Regions from separate parts of the Callithrix jacchus genome. Here region 2 is linked to region 1. The links are chromatin contacts, called in public Hi-C maps. All regions are on one chromosome and are shown on one strand. The core of a region is the stretch at or near the end of the contact, and the rest is flanking DNA. Distances in the headings are between cores, read along the strand shown.

Region 1 (5,006 bases), core at 522-3,021:
CTCCCTTCCTCCCTCCGGCTCAGCTCCTCCATTACTGGCTTCTGCTCCCATGATTCCTGTCTTTCCTGACTGTTCACAGGGCATTACTGTCCAATGTCTGTCTTCCCTGCTGTAACAATAACTGAATGCATTCATCCACTGGATTTGCTTCCATCTTTTCGCCATCATAAATAATGCTGCAACGGATATTGGTGTGCAAGTATCAGTTCGAGTCTCTGCTTAACCAGATAGGAAAGGCTGGGGATGCTGTCGCAGTCAGTAACATTGCCCTTTTGGTCATTTGGAAGCCAGTGCAGACCCACAGGGCAGTGCTGCCCACTCCCAGGACTCGGGGAGTGTGGTTGCTTCCTGTACCAACACTGCTGGTCACTAGCACAGAACCTGGCACACGCTGATACCAATTCATGTCTAAACTGGACGAATGAACAGATAGAATGGAAAGTACAGAAGGGACCTGAGTTTTGGACAAACGTTACTTACCTTGTGGTTCCTAAGTACTGGGCATCCTTACCCACACTCCCAGCCTCAGTTTCCCTAACCTAGAGAGCACACACTAATATTTGTGTTCAAAGGATATTGTGGAGGTTGAGTTTCTATTTAACATTTTAATGTAGATTTTAAAAATCATTATGCCTGGCAGACTGGGCCTTACTTGATAAACAATGATGTTTAGCATTTAACACATCTTTCCCCAGACTGGAAGAAGGGGCTGAGATCCCAATTCGGTGACCCAGCCCCTGCTGGTACCTAATGCCATCCACGCTTCCGGGATCTTTGCGGTCCACCTCTGAGAGGGTCCCACGGGGGCCCTCAGGCTCATTTACTTTCTCCAGGCCTCCCAGCCACAGTCTGAGGCGTTCGCATCTCTGGAGCCCGCCAGGCAGTGCGTCCGGCCCCGCCCTGGGCCTCATTATCTACGTTTCCGCGTCACGCCCGCCGCGAACTTGGCAGGCCCTCCCGCGGTGTTCGGGAACACTGTGTGCCTAGCGCCAGCCCGCCCGCCCGGGCCTCCTCCCTCCCGCAGGCCCCGCGCAGTTCGTGGGGTTTGGGTCGCCGGGCCCCAGGTGCCCGCACCCAGCACTTGTCCTCGATACCGTTGAGTTGGGGCCACGCAGGCCACTGGCCGGGCATCCAAACGTGGGTCACCCGGCGCACAGTCTAGAGATTCAGAAAGATGCTGTGGCCCACTTTAAAACAAAGCCCAATTATTAGCGCCCGGCGGCTGTTTGCGCCGGTCCAGTGTCAGATCCCCCAGCGCTGCGGACAACCAGTACCCAAGGCAAGCCGAGCCGGAGCAAAAGAGCCCGGCTCCAGAGCCATATGACTGGTTTTGATACCTCCAGCTCGTCGCCGTCCTGGCTGCGAGAGCTTGGGCACCGCGCCGGGGCTCAGTCTCCTCTTCTGTGAAATGGCGATAACTGTGCGTGCTGGGTGACCGCACGCTGCGCGCGGCGGGGATGGTAGCACTGCGATCCCACGCCTCCAGGACCCCACCTTCCCGCGGACCCAGATCGGCCCCGCCCCGGGGGCGCCCCAGCTGCACGCGCGGCGCTGGCTCCAAAGTGCGTCACGGGCACCGGCCGCGCTCCTTCTGCCGCCAGGGCGAGGCTGGCACCGGGCCAGCGCGGGCAGGGCCACGGGTGCCCGGCTGTCTCCCGGGCGTGGAAGGTGCTCAAGGTGCGCGGCCTGGGACGCGCTACGGAGGGCGCCCTCCGCGGCGGGCAACGCGCCAGGGACCGGCCAGGACAGCGGCGGGGTGCGCTAAGGCTGCGCTTTCCCCCCTCGCTTCCTCCCGCACGGCGGCAGCGGAGATTTCCTCTCGGGGAAACTACGCGGATCCTTTTCGGGGCTCCTCGCCCCGCCCCAGTTCTCCGCCCCCTCCCCTTTGCTGGGGCGCCTGGGCTGGCCCGCGAAGGGGAGGAGGCTCGGGCAGCCTGGGCCGGGAGTCGGCGGGGGGCCGCGGAGTCGCTGGCCATAGATTCGCCCCGCCATGTGACGCAGTCCTTAGCCCTGCGACCCCCCGCGCGTCCCCGGCCTGGGCCCGCGCCCCTCCACGCCGCGCACCATGCTTCTGCCGGGACCCGCGCGCCCGCCGCCGGCGCCCCAGCCCGCTCAGCATCCCGGCCTCCGCAGGCAGGTAGAGCCGCCGGGGCAGCTCCTGCGCCTCTTCTACTGCACTGTGCTGGTCTGCTCCAAAGAGATCTCAGCGCTCACCGACTTCTCTGGTAAGAGCGCCCTCCCTGGCTGTGCGCCCCCGGCACCGCGCAGCGCCCAGGTGAGCCCTCGCCTGGGGGCAGCCGTCCCTACGGGGACGGCTGTGTAGGATTGAAGTTGAGGCGTGCTCACAGATACTTGTCTGGTGTGAGCCCTAGGCATATAGGTAGCTGAGAGTGAAGTGGCGACAGGGACTGCTACTTCCAAGAAGGAAGGGTGTGTAATGTATTTAGAGTTTCTCGCCCTGCTGTTGACCTCGTCAGTTTCCTAGCATTAGGGACCCGGTCCTTATCCAAGCCGGTTCTCGGGAGGCCCCTTAAACTGAGCCCTGTGCCGCGCCCAGCGCCGTAAAATACACGTGTTGTGGTCGGAGGCGTTGCACTGGGTTTGCCACTTGCGTCGCCCGTTTGCCCATGTAAGGAGACTAACCCAGGAGACCCCTGACCTCAGGTCCATATTGGCAGGTAGGAAGGGAAGCCCGCGGGGACTGGCGGTCTGGTGGAAAGGCAGTGAGGGATGAGGAGACACTTAGATAAGAGAAATGAGTCTCTCTGTCAAAGTGTACCAGCGCCCTCCCTCTCCAATTCCAGTTTCCTGCTCCCGAGTAAACTAGGAGGCTTTTCTTTTCGGGAACCGTGACCCAGGCTCCGGCAGCAGGTATCAGATAGTTCTAAGCTGACATGTGTGACTGACGCCCCAGAGTGAAAGGGATTTCTAGATTGACATAGCCATAGGAGTACATGCTTATGTTGGCGCTGCAATTGCTTAAGGTAACACAACCTTGCAGCTGAAACAGCCCTGGATCTCCCCCTGGCAAGGCTGGAAGCCTTCAGCCTTCCCCAGCCCAGCTCAGGAAGCAGCTCCGAGGCCCACAGTCCTCCTTCTCCAGGGATCTTCTGCCAAGTTCAGGCTTTGCACAACCAGTTCCTATTGGGCCCTGCAGCGCAGGGTCTTTTGGAAAATAATCGTGGTAAACTGAGTTCTCCTCAGTCCTTTTTGTGCAGTAGACTAGTACACAGCAAGAACAAGGGCAAAGCAGAAGTTGAGTTGGGTTTCTAGTTTACTTAACAGAGAATGTCATTGTTAGTGGAGAGCCCTTAGGTCAGAGGTTCTTTGCTTTGAATATGTAATATCAAGGCAGTATTCCTGCCTGGCAAAGGAAACCAAGATATGCCTATTTGGCAAGCCACCTATGGCCCTTAAAATCAGGCATCCCAGGATCAGAACTCCGTGGTAAGTGTTCTGGGGAAATACATCAGGCTTTTCAAGTGCTATTAACCTTTTTTTTTTTTTTTTTGTACTAGAACTTTCGTGGCTGCTAGAAAAGCTCTGTGTTAGCTGACTCGAGCTATGGAAAGCAGTTCTAAGTTCAGCCACCATCTAGCTCTGATTTCTAAGGAAAGAATTGAAAACTGAAAAGGTTTTTCTGTGTGTGATGTCATTGCAACAGAACAAATATTGCTTTAGGCAAACTGCAGTGTAACCATTAGATTGTTTTCACAGAATAGAGACCCTTAGAGTTTTGTTGCTTTAGGGAAGCAATTGCAATACTTGTAACAGTCTATAGATTACCACCCAAGTTTGGAATTGTCTGTATCTAGCAACTGTTACATACAGTGGAGTTGAGCTATCAAACAGGGAGGCTATATCCTTAGTAAAATGAATGATTGGATACATGTCATTCTAAATAGTATAAACCATAAAAGGCATTTCCTTCTGCTTTCCCTGCAAACTTGAATTCCAGGTTTTCAAACTCCCGGAGCCAGCAGTAGGTGGTGATGACTATCTACAACCAGCAGTGATGCTCTCTAGAGATCTGAAGATTAGGGAGAATGTGTCAGGAAGCCTTTTGGGGAGAAGAAAAGAAATATAACGTCCTCCCAAACCACTGATGTACTTGTTTAAACATTAATTCTATATTGTGTGAGGTTGGGGAAATGTTAGAAAAATCTCAGGGAGAAAGATTGTTTACCAAAATTAGCTCATTTGACTTGAAATTTAACCTAAAGGTTTTAGGGAACCCCCCCCAAATTCCTAAGCTCCAAAGATGGCCATCGGATCGCTCGGTTCAGTGTTTTATCTGACGTGAACCCCCTGCAGCCTCAAAGCTTGCTGCCTGTGTTCCTGGGACAGTCGGTCCTGTTCCTTTTTATGAACTTGAAGGAGTGCATAGAAACCAAATCTGAGGCCTGGAAAGAGGCAGTGGATCCTCCCCCACAGAGCCTGATCACAATAACCAGGGCTACAGAAAAGTGACAATGCAGATACTTGCCTGTTTTTCTAAATAAGGGGAGCATCAAAAACGAGCAAAGGATAGAGGAAACTTGGGATCCCTCTGCCTTGTGAAAGAGGAGGGAGGATGGTGTATCCATGTGAAAGAAAGTGCTAGAATGTCAGGGGTCCCAGCCATTGTCTGTACAATATAACCCCTCCTCTCCCCCCAGGAGATTAGCAGTGCAGAGTTTTGGAAAGTTCCTTATGCCTTTCTCTTCTTTGCAGCTCTTCCTTGAGCCTTTTCCTGGGGCTGTCAGCTGGTGTAGTTTTCCTGGGTCATTGATTTTTTTGCCCTTGGGGATTCCAGCATCGATCTCACTCTTAATAATCCAGAGGCAGCATTGAGGTCCCCTCCCCCTCCCCCTTCGTGCTCGTGACTTGTTCTAATCACCTCCGAGCCTGCTGGTAAACAGGCTCCCCAAACACCCCCTTCTCTCTCATCCCCAAAGAGTTTGAGATGCTGCCAGCGGCCACTGGAAGGCTATCATCACTGCATTAAAAATGAATCCCAGCGAAGG
Region 2 (4,833 bases), core at 480-2,979, 130 kb after region 1:
AACCTTGAATAACTGCCGTTTTAAAAATTCACACTAAAGAAAACTAGATTTAACATCTTTTACAGAGAGTGCTAAGTGGCTTTTTAAATTGTAACTATTGTGTCCAGGAGAAAGGTGAGCTCATCTTTTCAGAAGTGTCATCAGCTGGTGAACTTCATTTTGGTCTCCACTTTATGTCTTTTACTCCATGAAAATGTCTTTTCAAAGCAGTGTTATCCGCCCATGGAGAGTTTAAACAGGCGTCGTCATCATTTTCTTCTAATCTCTGGAAATAAATATGTTTTACTCAGGCAGGCATTTCAGGAAAGTGTTTTGCACATAAAGAGACTGCAGAAAGAGTTTGCGACTGACCTCCCCTCTCCCTGCCTTCCAGAAGCAGGACACGTCCAAGTCTAATGCTGGGGGACACCTGGCAGAACCCTGACAACCCTGCAGACAGAAGCTCTAGAAAGACTCCTCCCGACACCCTGTAGAGCTCGCCGCTCCTCACCAGCTCCAGGTAAGGCATGCAGGCTATGCCTGGGCGCCAGCTCTGCGAAGAGCCCACCTGCCCCCGCTACCTTGAGCTCTTCTTGCCTCCTGTGATAGTACAGCATCAGCTGCTTCTGCTCCTCGCTGCTGATGATGGGCTCTCGGGCTGGAGCGCCATGTCCTCTCTGCAAAGAGCAGAGCAGAGCAAATTGTGGATTAAGGTGTTCTTACAGAGACAATCCTTAAAGTTACAACAAATGTTTTACAATTGCCTTTGCCAACTACTAAAAATAAACAGGTCCCCAGGTCTAGTCAGCTGAAGTGAATCATCAAGGGAAGGCTTGATCTGGAGCAGCCCTGAGCCCTGGACTCACTGTGTGGAGACCAAAGGCTGCACAAAGCTATCTCTGTCTCCGTCATTCCCAAGACAGACACTGCAGGCAGGTCCAGTGGGAAAGGGAGGACACTCAGAACCACAGACTCTGGATCTACAGAGGGTGGACAGCCCCATTTCCCCAAAATCACAGCCTGGTGACGTAGGAGGCACTGCAGGTAGACAGAGCTACATGATGTCCTTCAAAGGTCTCCAGCCTTTCCTCCTCCTCCCGTACAGAGCATCCGCAGTTTGAAAAAGCCTGGAATCAGTGTCGGGCTAAACTTTACATTTCAAGGAAAATATTTGTTTACTTGCAGCCCTATTTTTAAGGTTGAAATTAACATAGTATCTTTCCTCTCCCCCGCATATTAAAACAAACTCTAGATATTGCCAGTCAGTCCACATGTGCAGAAAGAGGATATTTTCAGTTTAAATTCGAGCCAATAGGATTAAAATATTTGTGCCAGTAGTTTAAATCTTTCAGATTCACTGCACATTTTTATCAGTTTGAAGGGAAATAACAAAAAATACTGACATGTTAAAGCGAAAGCACTTACTTGCTGAATCTTGGTGATAATTTTGGTTTTTTCATTTTTCCCCACGTAGTCTGAAAGCTTCTTTGTTCTTCTCAGCTCCTTGGCTGCCCACCACAGCTGAGCCTCTGACTCTTTAATGACGCTGAGCCCTGCCTGGGGCCAATCGTAAGAACTGGCTTTACTGTGTGTTCCCACCTGGGGGGCAGAGCCCCGCTGAGCCGTTTCAGCAGGGGGCAGGGGACAGATTTCTCCCTGTGCTCACCATGGAAGGGCCTGACAGCCCCACCTCACTCAAAGTCCTGGCTCATTTCAGTACCTTCCCTGTTAAATTTCCATTTATGCCCTGACTCAGTTAACTTCCTCCTCTGGGCAACAAGGAAACCCTATCTTTTTTGCACCTTGATCTGCACAGTTCGTCTTAGATCTGTAGGCCACTGCCAGGGAAGGACACTGGCATCATGCTGGGTGTTTAAATCGAGGTATAATGGGGCTGCCTGTGTACCTCTGCGTATTCCATTTATTTAAGATGGCTTAGACAAAGAATATTGTCCAACAGGAAAAGAAGTGAGAAAACCCAAGGAAAATGGAACATAGGGGTCAGAAAATAACATGAAGCAATAGGGAAGACTAGAAACACAAACTTCCATGCAAAGGGACGGATGCATTTGGGTAGAAATAGGAAGAAATTGGGTAGCTGGCTTCTTAGTGGCCAAAGACAGCAGAAACGTTTTCAGTTACTCCTGAAGGGCAGCCTCACCAACTGTGTCCACTGCCTCCTGTGTATGGGGAACCAAAGCTCTCACCCATGAGTACCACACTGTCAGGGGCCACTCCTGAATTCAGAACTCTGCTCTGAAGCGGGGCATAACAAACCTGAAAGCTGTGTAGGGAGCTACACACTACATCCAGAAGAGGGGCATCTAATCCGAAGGGCTTTTGGGGGGCTATGAACTCACCCTCCTGAGTGCCCACCCAAGAACTACATACCTGCGTTCCTGACAAATCTTCCTTATTTTCAAATTCCATCCGGATGGGATCATACGGTGGCAACCCCATGGGATAAACAATCATCACTGCGCCTCGCAGCTGGTCCAAGGCATCCTTCACCATCTCCATGGTAACACAGATACCGGCTTCCACTTGTTTCTGCAGAAAGTCATTGTTATCACAGTGTGGCTAGTAAATACAGTAAACTCAACCAAGATCTTGTACAAGACCCCTGCCAGAGACTTCCAGAGCAACAAAAAGAAATCAAACAGTTCTTGCTCCCAAAGTGACTACTATCTATTTTAGGGACTGAGCCAAGCACACCGCGGCCTACATTATAGAGCACAGATGGGAGCGAGGATCAAGAGCGGCAGAGGGAGCAGGCACTGCAGGTGGACCTCGACGTGCAGACGGATGGAAGGGGTGGAGACGGCAGCAGGGTGCTTCAGGACAAGCTGAAACAAAGAAAAGCAGGCGCCAGCCCCTCGGCTGGAGCAGGAAGGAGAGGAGAAGATGAGGCCAGCTCCAGCTGGCTGTGCTGGAGTTTGTTTTTGAATGGCCACAAAAGCCAGGCTGAGGAATTCACATTTCCTCTGTTAGGCAAGGGCAGTTGACTGCCTTTTCTGGGAAGGAGTGGTAATGCTGAGAGATTTATCTTGTAGTTGGTATAGAACAGACCTAGTTGGCCAAGTACGGTGGCTCATGCCTTACATAATCCCAGCATTTTGGGAGGCAGAGACGGGCGAATCACCTGAGGTCAGCAGTTTGAGACCAGCCTGGCCAACATGGTGAAACCCTGTCTCTACTAAAAATACCATTAGCTGGATGTGGTGGCAGGCACCTGTAATCCCAGCTACTCAGGAGGCTGAGGCAGGAGAACTGCTTGAACCCGGAAGGTGGAGGTTAGATGAACTAAAATCATGCCACTGGACTCCAGCCTGGGCAACAGAGCAAGACCCTGTCTCAAATTAAAAAAAAAAAAAGGAAGAGAAAAAAAAAAAAGAACATACCTAACTGGAGGGAGACCAGGTAGTAGGCTCTGAAGAATACAGAGAACCGTGTGATAAATAGCAAATATATCTGGTCTTTGTTACTCAGTTCCAGGCACAGAGCTCCAAAACTCTTGGAATTTCCTGAGTGACAGGAGTGTCTGGTTATTTATAACGAGCTCCTTCTCACTATACGCGAGTTTGTGCTAATATAGTAACTTGGTTTCAAGGAAGGGGCTGGCCATGCCAGGGAGACCAAGCACGTGATTAGAGGGTTGGAGCTTTCAGCCTCAGCCCCTTCCTCCACCTCCAGGGGCTACAGGTTGGCATCAAACACATGGCCAGTGGTTTAACCAATCATGCCTACTGAACAAAAACTCCACAAAAATCCTGGATGTTACGGCTCAGTGAAGCTTCCTGACTGGTGAAGACGCTGATGTGCTGGATGATGCACATCAATGGGGGTGTTATGGGAAGCTCCAATTTTGCAGTCAAGCTGGACACATGTATGGCAGCTTGGGGACCTCATCTGCAGCTGGAGTCTGAAATAAGGGGAGTCTTGCTGGTGATCTTGCTCTTTAACTTGTGGGGTCTGATGCTAACTCCAGGCAGTCAGTGTCAGAATTGAAGGACTGGCCCTTGACCTGTGGGGTCTGCACTATGTCTGAGTAGTTAGTGTCAGAATGGAATTGAATTGACTGTCAGGACCCTAGTGGGCATCCGAATGCAAAAGGCTACAGGGGAGCCTTAAAGAAAGCCAGAGCTGTGGAGATTTAAGAGGCATCATGGAAGCAGACAGTACAGGACCCCACTTCAAACCTAGGGTGACAGAATGAGGAAGTGTTGAAGATGACACTGAGGATTTGCCTATAAAACCAAGACACTGTAGTTCTCTCACTGGAAACAGAGAAGCTCGTAGGAGGTGCTGATTCTCAGGGACAAAACTCAGAGGGAGAGAAGGGAGGAAGCAAAGAGCTCATTTCTAGAAAACTGGACTTCAAAGTGCTGACCAGTGTTCAGATAGAACCATCTCGCAACCAGCTGGAAATTCAGGTTGCAAGTGAAGCAAGATGTCGGGGGAAAGGATGGAAGCTTCAGCTATCTGCAGAGGGTGGAATATGCATTTGGCAGAGTAGATAAGATGCCAAGGGAGGAAGAGGGCAAAGGATAAAGAGTACTTTGAGAAGTACACAGGCAAAGGGAAGAAGTGAAGTGACCCAGAGAGGAGTTCTACATACAAAGTATGTGCGGCAAAAGGTGCAGAACAATGGCAGACCACTGTTTCCTTGCCATGGCCTGAGATGTGCTCACATGCCCAGATGCCAACACCACGCAAACACTAGACTCAACCAAGGCTTTTCCTGTAAGGCTTCATAGAGCCTTTACTATACTAACAGGCACAGAGCTTCAGGGCAGCCTTTGCTGAGGCTCTTCAAAGATTAGTCAAGAGCTTGATGAGTTTGAGAAATATTGG

The links. Hi-C and Micro-C count contacts between places; a contact is called where the count stands out from the background.
Region 2: a Hi-C map of induced pluripotent stem cells shows a contact between it and region 1, with 2.5 times the contacts expected there. The contact joins the enhancer-like site here to the promoter of EVA1C in region 1. A contact is called at or near these places in 2 of 3 Hi-C or Micro-C datasets (induced pluripotent stem cells and skeletal muscle).

The regions. Positions count from the first base shown.
Region 1 is chr21:38,563,456-38,568,461 of calJac240_pri, forward strand. It overlaps EVA1C (eva-1 homolog C), which reads left to right and starts at 1,772. Exons shown (of 9, transcript XM_078358452.1): 1 at 1,772-2,225.
Region 2 is chr21:38,693,517-38,698,349 of calJac240_pri, forward strand. It overlaps CFAP298. Among named protein-coding and RNA genes, the nearest start is that of SYNJ1, 100 kb to the right of the region's middle. Within about 2 kb of position 1,730, at least 2 of the 16 cell types and tissues checked have an H3K27ac peak or open chromatin away from gene starts, as enhancers often do.